Regions from separate parts of the Ovis aries genome. Here region 1 is linked to region 2. Evidence: chromatin contacts called from public Hi-C data. All regions are on one chromosome and are shown on one strand. Each heading gives the region's core, a stretch centred on a gene start, on an enhancer-like site or on the middle of the called end of the contact. The rest is flanking DNA. Distances are from core to core; before and after follow the strand shown. Region 1 holds the start of ZBTB17 (zinc finger and BTB domain containing 17). Region 2 holds the start of SDF4 (stromal cell derived factor 4).

Region 1 (4,212 bases), core at 47-2,546, 330 kb after region 2:
TAGGTCCTCTAGTTATTGTGAAGACAGCAGCAGTGAATTGGCCAGACTGACATTTGTTGAAGTCCCTCTTAAGGCCAGCAGTCATGAATTTGTAGAGAACAGTCTGTCCCATTGGGTACTTTCTCCAGTTGTGTCTGGCTCTCCAGGTGTTGGCAAAGGGAAAAAGGAGCAGTTGGATTCATCCAGGGTTGAAATTCTTATGAAATCCACGTGACAAAAAGGCAAGAGAGCAAAGGAGATCAAGGTTGTTGCAAGGGTGTTGTTAAAATTAGGGATCATGAAAATAAACAGGGTCAAAACTGAAGAAAGGAGAACTATTAGGAAATAGAAAAGTCAATGGCCTGGCGGTGCTGAAAAGTTGGAAAGACACCACACAGGAGCTGGTAAAGTCTGCAGGGCAAATTTTGTTTTCAGGCATCCTCATTCACACACAGGCTAATGGACCGCAGCCTTGTCTAACTCAATGAAACTTAAGCCATGCCATGGGGGGCCACCCAAGATAGACCGGTCATGGTGGAGAGGTCTGACAGAATGTGGTCCAGTGGAGAAGGGACTGGCAAACCACTTCAGTATTCTTGCCTTGAGAACCACATGAACAGTATGAAAAGGCAAAAGATAGGACACTGAAAGATGAACTCCACAGGTCGGTAGGTGCCCAACATGCTATTGGAGATATGGTTGGATGGCATCACCGACTCAATGGACATGGGTTTGGGTGGACTCCAGGAGTTGGTGATGGACAGGGAGGCCTGGCGTGCTGCAATTCATGGGGTTGCAAAGAGTCGGACACGACTGAGCGACTGAACTGAACTGAATCCTGGATATCCCCTAAACAGGGAAACGGGTAACGTTTAACTCAGAAGGTAGAAAAACCTAACTGTGGTCCTACAGCTTTGATGCCACAACTAGGTTCATTCACAGCTCTGCTTCACCACTTGTAAGACGCGTGATAACGGGCAATTCATTTACCCTGAAACTCCGTTTTCCCTTCTTCAAAAGTGGGAGAAAAATATTATCGTATAACGGTGAGAGGACTTGAGATAATGCGCGTAAACTGGTTAACAGAGTGCCTGGCAACACAGGAAGCGCTGAACACGTAGAAGCTGTTACTTTTACATTTGAAACAGAAAACCAAGGAAAGGTTACAATGAGAATTTCTAAGCGCACAGGACTGTTTTACAGAACTTCTCGATTACTATGCGCATGCGCCAGTCCGCAAGCTACGCCTAGGAGGGCACTGCGCACGCGCCGGAAGTTGCAGCCGGGAAGCCAGCGAGGTCGGTTCCGCCCGACTTTAACATGGCGGCGCCCTTTGTCTGCTCTGAAGTGCTGTCCCCGGCCTTCTTGCGGCCGTGATGCACCTCCTTCTGTGGTGGGGCCCAGGACATGGCAGGTGAGGGTCAGCAACCATCCGGGGCGTGGGGAGTCCCAGGAGTCAGGCGGAGGCGGCGGAGGATGGGACGCGGCGGGACGCCGGGGACGGTTGTGTGGGGGAGGGGAGGGAAGTGGACTGGGACGGGAACCTGGACTGAGGGGACCCCGCACAACATGAGGGTGCAGGACAAATGGGTGGGGGACGCTGCCTGGCGAGCGGGCGGATAGTGGGCGGGCGGACTGGACTCGCCGTCCCGGCGAGGGAGCGCGAGTCGCCTCCGGGCTGGGTGACACCCCAGCTGGTAGCATCTCCGCCCCCGCCGCCCGGCTGTCACCGCCCCTTGACCCCGCGTGCCGCGGCTGGTGGGCGTTCTGAGGCCGCGAGGTGGCGGGGTGCCCGCGCAGCTCACTTTGGCCGGTGGGGCTGGAGGACACATGCCTGTGAGGGCCTAGAAGGAGTTTGTCGTGGTGGAGACCGATACTGCCCCTGTATGAGACCATTTCATTCATTCATGCGTTCCACAGACTGTGGTTCAACTCCTGATGGGTTCAGAGGATAGAGCGAGTGGTTAAAAAGTGTAGGCTGTGGAGCCAAGCAGCCGAGTTTGAATCCTGTCTCGGTGCTTGCCAACTGTGTCCTTAGGCACGTTGGTTCCTCGCCTCCTGCCTCGGTTTTCTTATCCTTAAAGCACGGTTGAGAATAAAATCTGCCTCCTAAAACGATTATAAAAGTTAAATGAGATAATCGGTGTAAAGTGCTAAGAAGGCCTGCTGGCACAAAGTAAATGCTGTGTGTGCTTGTTGCTGTTATTTTTTGTATCATCATCATCACCCAGAGCTCAGAAACTCAAGTGGGAGACATACTGAAATGTAGGCAATTCTGATATGATGGGAAAAAAGCAGAAAATACTGAGTAGAGGCACCTCACTCAGTTTAGGCAAATCCAGGAAGGCTTCTGTTCCCCAGGAAACAGAACTGGAGGATGCTTGGAGCTTGCAGGCAGAAAAGGGGAAGAGTATTCTCAGTTGAAGATGGAATGTGTGAGAAAGCTGCCTAGGGACAGAGATGAAAGACACTAGTGTGTGGTCTGGTCCTCAGGGGTCTTGTTTTGGGAAGGGAAAGCAGCCGTGGGGCATGAGGCATCCTTAGTTCCCCAACCACGAATCCTGTAGTGGAATCTCCCCTAGGGAAGTTTTTAAACCTAGCTATGGACTTGCAATTTTAGGTTGAGAACGCATATAAGAATCAGATTTGTAGATTAGAAAGATCATGCTAGTTAAGACTGTATTAAAGGGAATGGGCCTGGAGTCCAGTTAAGAGGCTACTTGAACTGTGGAGGTGAGAGATGACCGTGGCCTTGAGTTAGATTAGAGGCAGAAGGTGGGGAGAGATGTGTTGGAGGTAGACTTGACCAAAGTTGGTGATGACTTAGATGGGGGATTTAGGGGCTGGGGGTGAGGTCAGGGTTGGCTCTGAATTTTTGACTGGTGGATGGTGATGCTGTTCAGTGGGATAGGGAGGGGATTTAAGGAGAGAAGACATATTTTGTTTTGAACATGTCTGTTGTTAATGCCTGTAAAACATTCAAGTGGAACTGTCCATTGGTGATCTAGTATCCATCAAAAGTCACTACATTTATGGGAAGGGATGTGTCACCTGGGTGAGGGTCTGGAGTGAGAAGCACGGTGTCTGGGACATCCCTGGGGAATGCTAGTGCAGTAAGACTACTTGGGCACAGCCTCATTGCTTTTGCTTATCAACCTTGTGTTATGTCTTTCAGTCAGCAGGCTTTCCCGAGTGTAGCGGGCTTTCCTGAGTGTAGGGGGCTTTCCTGAGTGTAGGGACTGGGACTAGGTTTATTCATCTTTGTATCCCAGCTGTCCAGCACAGGGTCTCGCATGCAGCAGCCCAATCACAATCCAGTGTAACATTTATTGAGCGCTGCCTTTGTGCCAGACTCTGCTCAGTGCTCTGTATTTGCCTAAGCAGCTCTTAAAATCCTGCAGGTTCTCATCAGATTTTCCACTTGGTCTTTGACTCAGGTAATGAGCTGGAGGAGGAGAGCCAAGCTGGAGTTTCCCCAGACAAACTGTCGGAACAGAGTAGCCTGGGCTACTTGGAAATCTGAGGTATGTCTATTAAGACTCAAAGGTGAAACAAACCAGGAGGTCAGTTTGTTTGTCCCTCTTCTCTAGGCACAGCGTGCTTCAACTCACCCTTTCAAGACAACTTTTTCTTTAAAAGTGTACAGTAATGACAAAATCCTAGTTAGTTTGGCTAGGAGGATGTTGATAATATTGTTGTCATTTTGCGGACAAAGATCATGCTAGATTAATCCCTGGGCAGTGTTCATACCTTGCTTTAATTAAGTACAATCTAAAATGCTCCAAAATGTAGTGGCTGAAAGGAAATAGAAATTTATTCCTGGCCCTTAACAGTCTGGGAGTAGGCAGTCCAGAACTGGCCAGGGTAGCTCACTCTGTTCTGCAAAGTCATCCAGAAGCAAGGTTCCACTGGTCATGTGGCTCTCCTTGCTCAAACCCCGGCTTCCATCTCATGGACTGAGCAGGCTGCTCTGGATCCTGCCATTGTGTGTGCACTCCATATGGCAGAGAGGGAAAGACAGAGTGGGGAGCACATACCCATTCTTTTTAAGGTTCTAATGTTTGAAGATACATATCTTCGTACAACGTGTCCCCATACCCCAGCCTCTGGTGTTAACCAAAGGAGGAATCACAGCTGTTCCAGTGCTGGAGGGAAAGCTGGCTGAGAGAACCAGTTCTGTTTCCAGTGTGACTGGATTGCTGCCTCTGAAGGTTAGGCCTGAGGGAAGTCCAC
Region 2 (4,102 bases), core at 71-2,570:
GTCCAGCCTCATGCTAAGAACCATGCAGAAGCTGTCAGCTTTGCTAGAGGAAGGCCGACGGGAGGCCTTGCAGCACCGCCTTGCGCGGTTGAGACCCTGGCGTCCTGTGGGCACGCGGGCCGGCTCGGCCGTCAGGGGATGCCCTCTTTCCTCTGACAGCACTGTGAGGGCGGTGCCGACCAGTCATAGACGTAGGACAGGCGCAGCTGCACCTCGCGCTTGCACAGGCGGCCCTCGTGCGTCAGCGTCCGGTGTTTCTCCAGCATGTCCTCCAGGCTCTGCTTGTGTGTCACCAGGTACTGGTTGTTGCAGCCACGGGACTTATACTCAGTGTCAAAGCGCGGGTCGTGCTCTCGCTGCACGTCCACTGGCGCCAGCCAGGCGCCCAACGACACGTCTTCGCTGTGCCAGGCACGCAGGTACTCGCGGCTGAGGCGCAGGTAGCGCACCAGGTCGGCAGAGAGAACGTAGCCGCCGCCAAGCGCGTAGGGTAGGTAGTAGTCGCACAGCTGCCAGGCGGCCTCACGCCAGCGGCCCCCGGGCCGGACACGGCCACGGCCCGAGAAGAAGCCCCAGTAGAGGCGGCGGCGGCGGGCAGGGTCACGGGCGCGCAGTTCGGCCAGTACCGCGTCCAGGCGTGCGAACGAGTCGTCGTCCGCCTTGAGCACGAACTCGAAGGCCACGTGCTCGTCTAGCCAGGCCAGCATGGCCAGCACCTTGGCGGTGAGGTTCTCGTACGCGTCACGCAGCCCAGGCAGCAGCAGCAGGTCGCCGTGCTGAGCCTGCTCCCGCTCCAGGGCACGCCGTTCCTCGTCGCCCAGGCCGCTGGTGCCCACGGCGAAGTGCGCCCACACGTCCCCGGGGCCGCCGCGCCGCGCCGCCAGCCACGTGCTGCGGACCACGCTACGCCTCTCGGCCGCCCGCGGCGCGCTGGCCACCAGCACGGCCAGGAAGGCGGCGGCGCGCGCCGGACGGACGGGCGCCGGTGCTGCGGGGCCGGAGAGCGCGGAGTCGGGAGGCGCGGCACAGCGCGCCAGGTAGAGCAGCGCGACGCCGCCCAGTGCCAGGCCGCCCAGGCCCAGCGCCGTCCGGTGCCGCCACGCGCGCCGCAGCAGCTTCATTGCTCGGGGAGCGCCGCGGACAGAGGCCGCGCGTGGGGCCGCACCGCGCCGCCGGGCTACGTGGATCCCCGCGCTCTTCTCATTGGCTGCCCCGGAGAGCTGTAAGGCCGCTTCCGCCCAGGGAAAAGATGGCTGCGCCGGCGTCGGCGTGGGGAGGTCGCGCCGCTCGCACCGCCCCCCACCCGACCCGCCTCTTCCCGGAAGAAAGATGGCTGCGGCCTAAACGGAGGCCCGTTGGAGGCGTAGCGGGCGCTCAGGCCGCGCTCGCGGATCCTGGGTGAGGGGAGGGAGGCCGGTGAGTGAGGGCCGCGGGGCGTGACAGCCCCCGCCCGGCCCCGGGGCGGCGGGAAGGGGGCGCGCAGGCCGACTGGGCCTCGGACGGCCCACAGCTACCGCCGACCGGGCCCCTCAGATGCTTGGGTCGGGTGGTCGGTGGAGCGAGGTCAGGGGTCGCGGCCCCGCCGAGCTGGGGGTGGGGAGCATCCGATCCGCCTGAAGCCTGGGACACCCGGCTCGGCCTGGGCCAGTCGTTGCCAACGCCGTGTGCGACTCCTGAGGCCGGGGACGGATCTGTTAAAAAACCGTTTGCGTTTTAACGACGATGGTCTTGCCTGTTTCACAGAGTGGACCCCAGGGGTATTCAGGAACCCAGGGTGGGTCCCCCAGTCTGTAGGGCAGCCCCTGCTCTGAAATCCCTTCACCTGGGGCGGGAGAGAAGTGAGCGACTGACTCCTGTGCTCAACAAGGTGCAAAACAGGGTGTTGTGAACCAAGAGGAGGACGTCTACCTAATCTCCTGATACCTACCTGGTCATTTACGCTTTGCGCAAAATATCAAGTAAATAACACCCCTTGTACGACCATCAAGACAAGTAAAGTCTGGGACTGACCGTTCTTTCCAGAAGTGAAGTCCAGTCGGTTTGGACAGGACACCTGTGTGTTTATGGCCATGAATCACGAGGGCGGTGTTAAGGTCAGGAGGAAGTTGTCTTGGTTTGCTCCGGAATTCCGGAAACGTACAGATGGTGGTGGAGTGGAAAAACCTGCTGCGTGGACAGTGCTCTCAGACGGGGACAAACCGCAGTTCCAGAAGACGTGGTCGAGGGGGCGGTGGCAGCACAGAGTGCACAGCTGGTGGGTTCTGCTGAGGAGGGTGCAGTTCCTCTCAAACATGGAAAGAGAGACGTAGGCTGCCCATCCGTGAGACAGGTTCCCCTCCAAGGAATGAGCCAGCTGAGCCAGGAGAGCAGGATCTTGTCCAGGGATAACATGAAACTGACAGACACGTCTTTAGTAAGTGGAGGTTCTTCTATCTGGCGCAGAAAGAATTCAGTAATCCCCAGGGTGACAGGTGAGGAAAGAGTTTATAGTGTAAGACGTTTATGAGAGATACAAGCAGGTAGGCAAGGGGACTCTGCCCCGAGAATTAAGCTACTACATTTTTATAGCCAAAGGACAGTGGGGAGGGAGAGGAAGACCATCTTTTTCCTCGTTCTTGAGTAGACGCCACTCCTCCATCATCAGCTCCTCCTCCATGTTGGGCGGGGACCTCCTTGTTCCTAGCTGGTCAAACTGTCTTGTCCCTCCCTGTGTGGTTACGCTGTCCTGTCCCTGCATGGTCAAGCTGCCCTGTCCCCCGGGGTCACGCTACCCTGTCCCCACATGTCAAACTGGGGCTGTCCTGGTGCAATGGGACTGAGTAAAAAGGTGGTAACTTAAATATGGCAAATCATCTCAGGTTTCAGTATAATGTGACCTTTTCCTTATATTTTTGTTTATAGTGAGCACAGAGGAGCTTGTCCTAGGAACCATTAACTTCTTGACTTTGCCAGGCAGGATGTGGGCCTTATTCCACCATTGTTTTATTGTTTTCGGGCATGTCTTGTGCTTCTGTTGCACGGTTTTGTTGCTGAGCAAGACTGCTTGGTTTTGTGGTTAGGCAGACCTGTTCTCTTGAGTGATCATTAACTTACAGGGGTCTCCCATACTTTTTCGTTTACTTGTGATACCTTAGTGGGATTAACTATTTAATTACCTGCTTTATCTCTTTATTCTGTCCTCGTCAGAGTGACGTGCAGAGGTGTCCCCCTGCCAGGGGAGATGTTAGCCAGGAGCACATAGGACAGAAAAGAGGCATCAGAGAAGCAAGTGTCTGCCATGGGCCACGGGCTCTCCCTGGCCTCCGTCATACTGAGGCCAGCACAGGGGTCTCCTTGATCTGGTGATGAGCACTGTGGTTCAGGAACCCTTTGTGCCTCAGCTTGGCTGCCAACGGCACCCTGGTTTGGGGAGCTTCCCTATGCTGCTCCCTTGCAGGCCTGCTGGAAGGGGCCTCTGAGGCACCTGGAAGGGCCAGAAGGTGTTTGCCTGGTGGACAGGCTCCAAGAGGAACACATTGAGGGGAATGGAGTCCTGCGGTGGGAGGGACCCTGGAGCAAGGACGTGTGTGTATTATGTGTGCGTATGAGCACATGTGGGTCTATGTGTGTAGGTATGTATATGTGTGCACATGTGTATATGGTCACAAGTGCACTTGTGCACGTCTCGTGCATGCACATGCTGTGTTTACGTGTGAATGTGTGTGTACACGGAGATGGCGAGTGGGAGGGGTGGCTCCCTGCCTGGTGGTTTGGGTTGTGTTGGCCCCAGGTGTCACAGAGCCTTGGGGCAGGAGCCTGAGGCTGAGGAGCTCTGGTGCCTTAGTTCTGGTCCCGGGGCTGGAGTGCTGAGCTGACATCTGCAGTGTGAGTTGTGACTCTGGGGTCAGCTTCTTTGCCAGCAAGTTGAGACTGAGTGTGCTGGGCACTGAGCTGTAGGCCCGAGGAGGGAGAGGGCTAGTGATGCAGAGTGTACCTCGGGGAGGGAGTAGGAACTGAAGAAAAGGGAAAACAGGACATCCAGTACGGGCCCTGAAAATTGAGGACTTGTATTTCATGTTACCAAGTAAGCACCTCTTTAGCCAAGCATTTGCTGGGACAGGCT

What was found. Hi-C and Micro-C count contacts between places; a contact is called where the count stands out from the background.
Region 1: a contact with region 2 is called in a Hi-C map of muscle, with 4 times the contacts expected there. The contact joins the promoter of ZBTB17 here to the promoter of SDF4 in region 2. A contact is called at or near these places in 2 of 16 Hi-C or Micro-C datasets (liver and muscle).

Annotation. Positions count from the first base shown.
Region 1 is chr12:50,920,806-50,925,017 of ARS-UI_Ramb_v3.0, forward strand. It overlaps ZBTB17 (zinc finger and BTB domain containing 17), which reads left to right and starts at 1,297. Exons shown (of 17, transcript XM_060396584.1): 1 at 1,297-1,393; 2 at 3,417-4,212.
Region 2 is chr12:50,587,512-50,591,613 of ARS-UI_Ramb_v3.0, forward strand. SDF4 (stromal cell derived factor 4) reads left to right here and starts at 1,321. Exons shown (of 7, transcript XM_027975826.2): 1 at 1,321-1,398. B3GALT6 (beta-1,3-galactosyltransferase 6) reads right to left here and starts at 1,193. Exons shown (of 1, transcript XM_004023657.5): 1 at 1-1,193. The coding sequence starts at 1,121. The coding sequence ends at 132.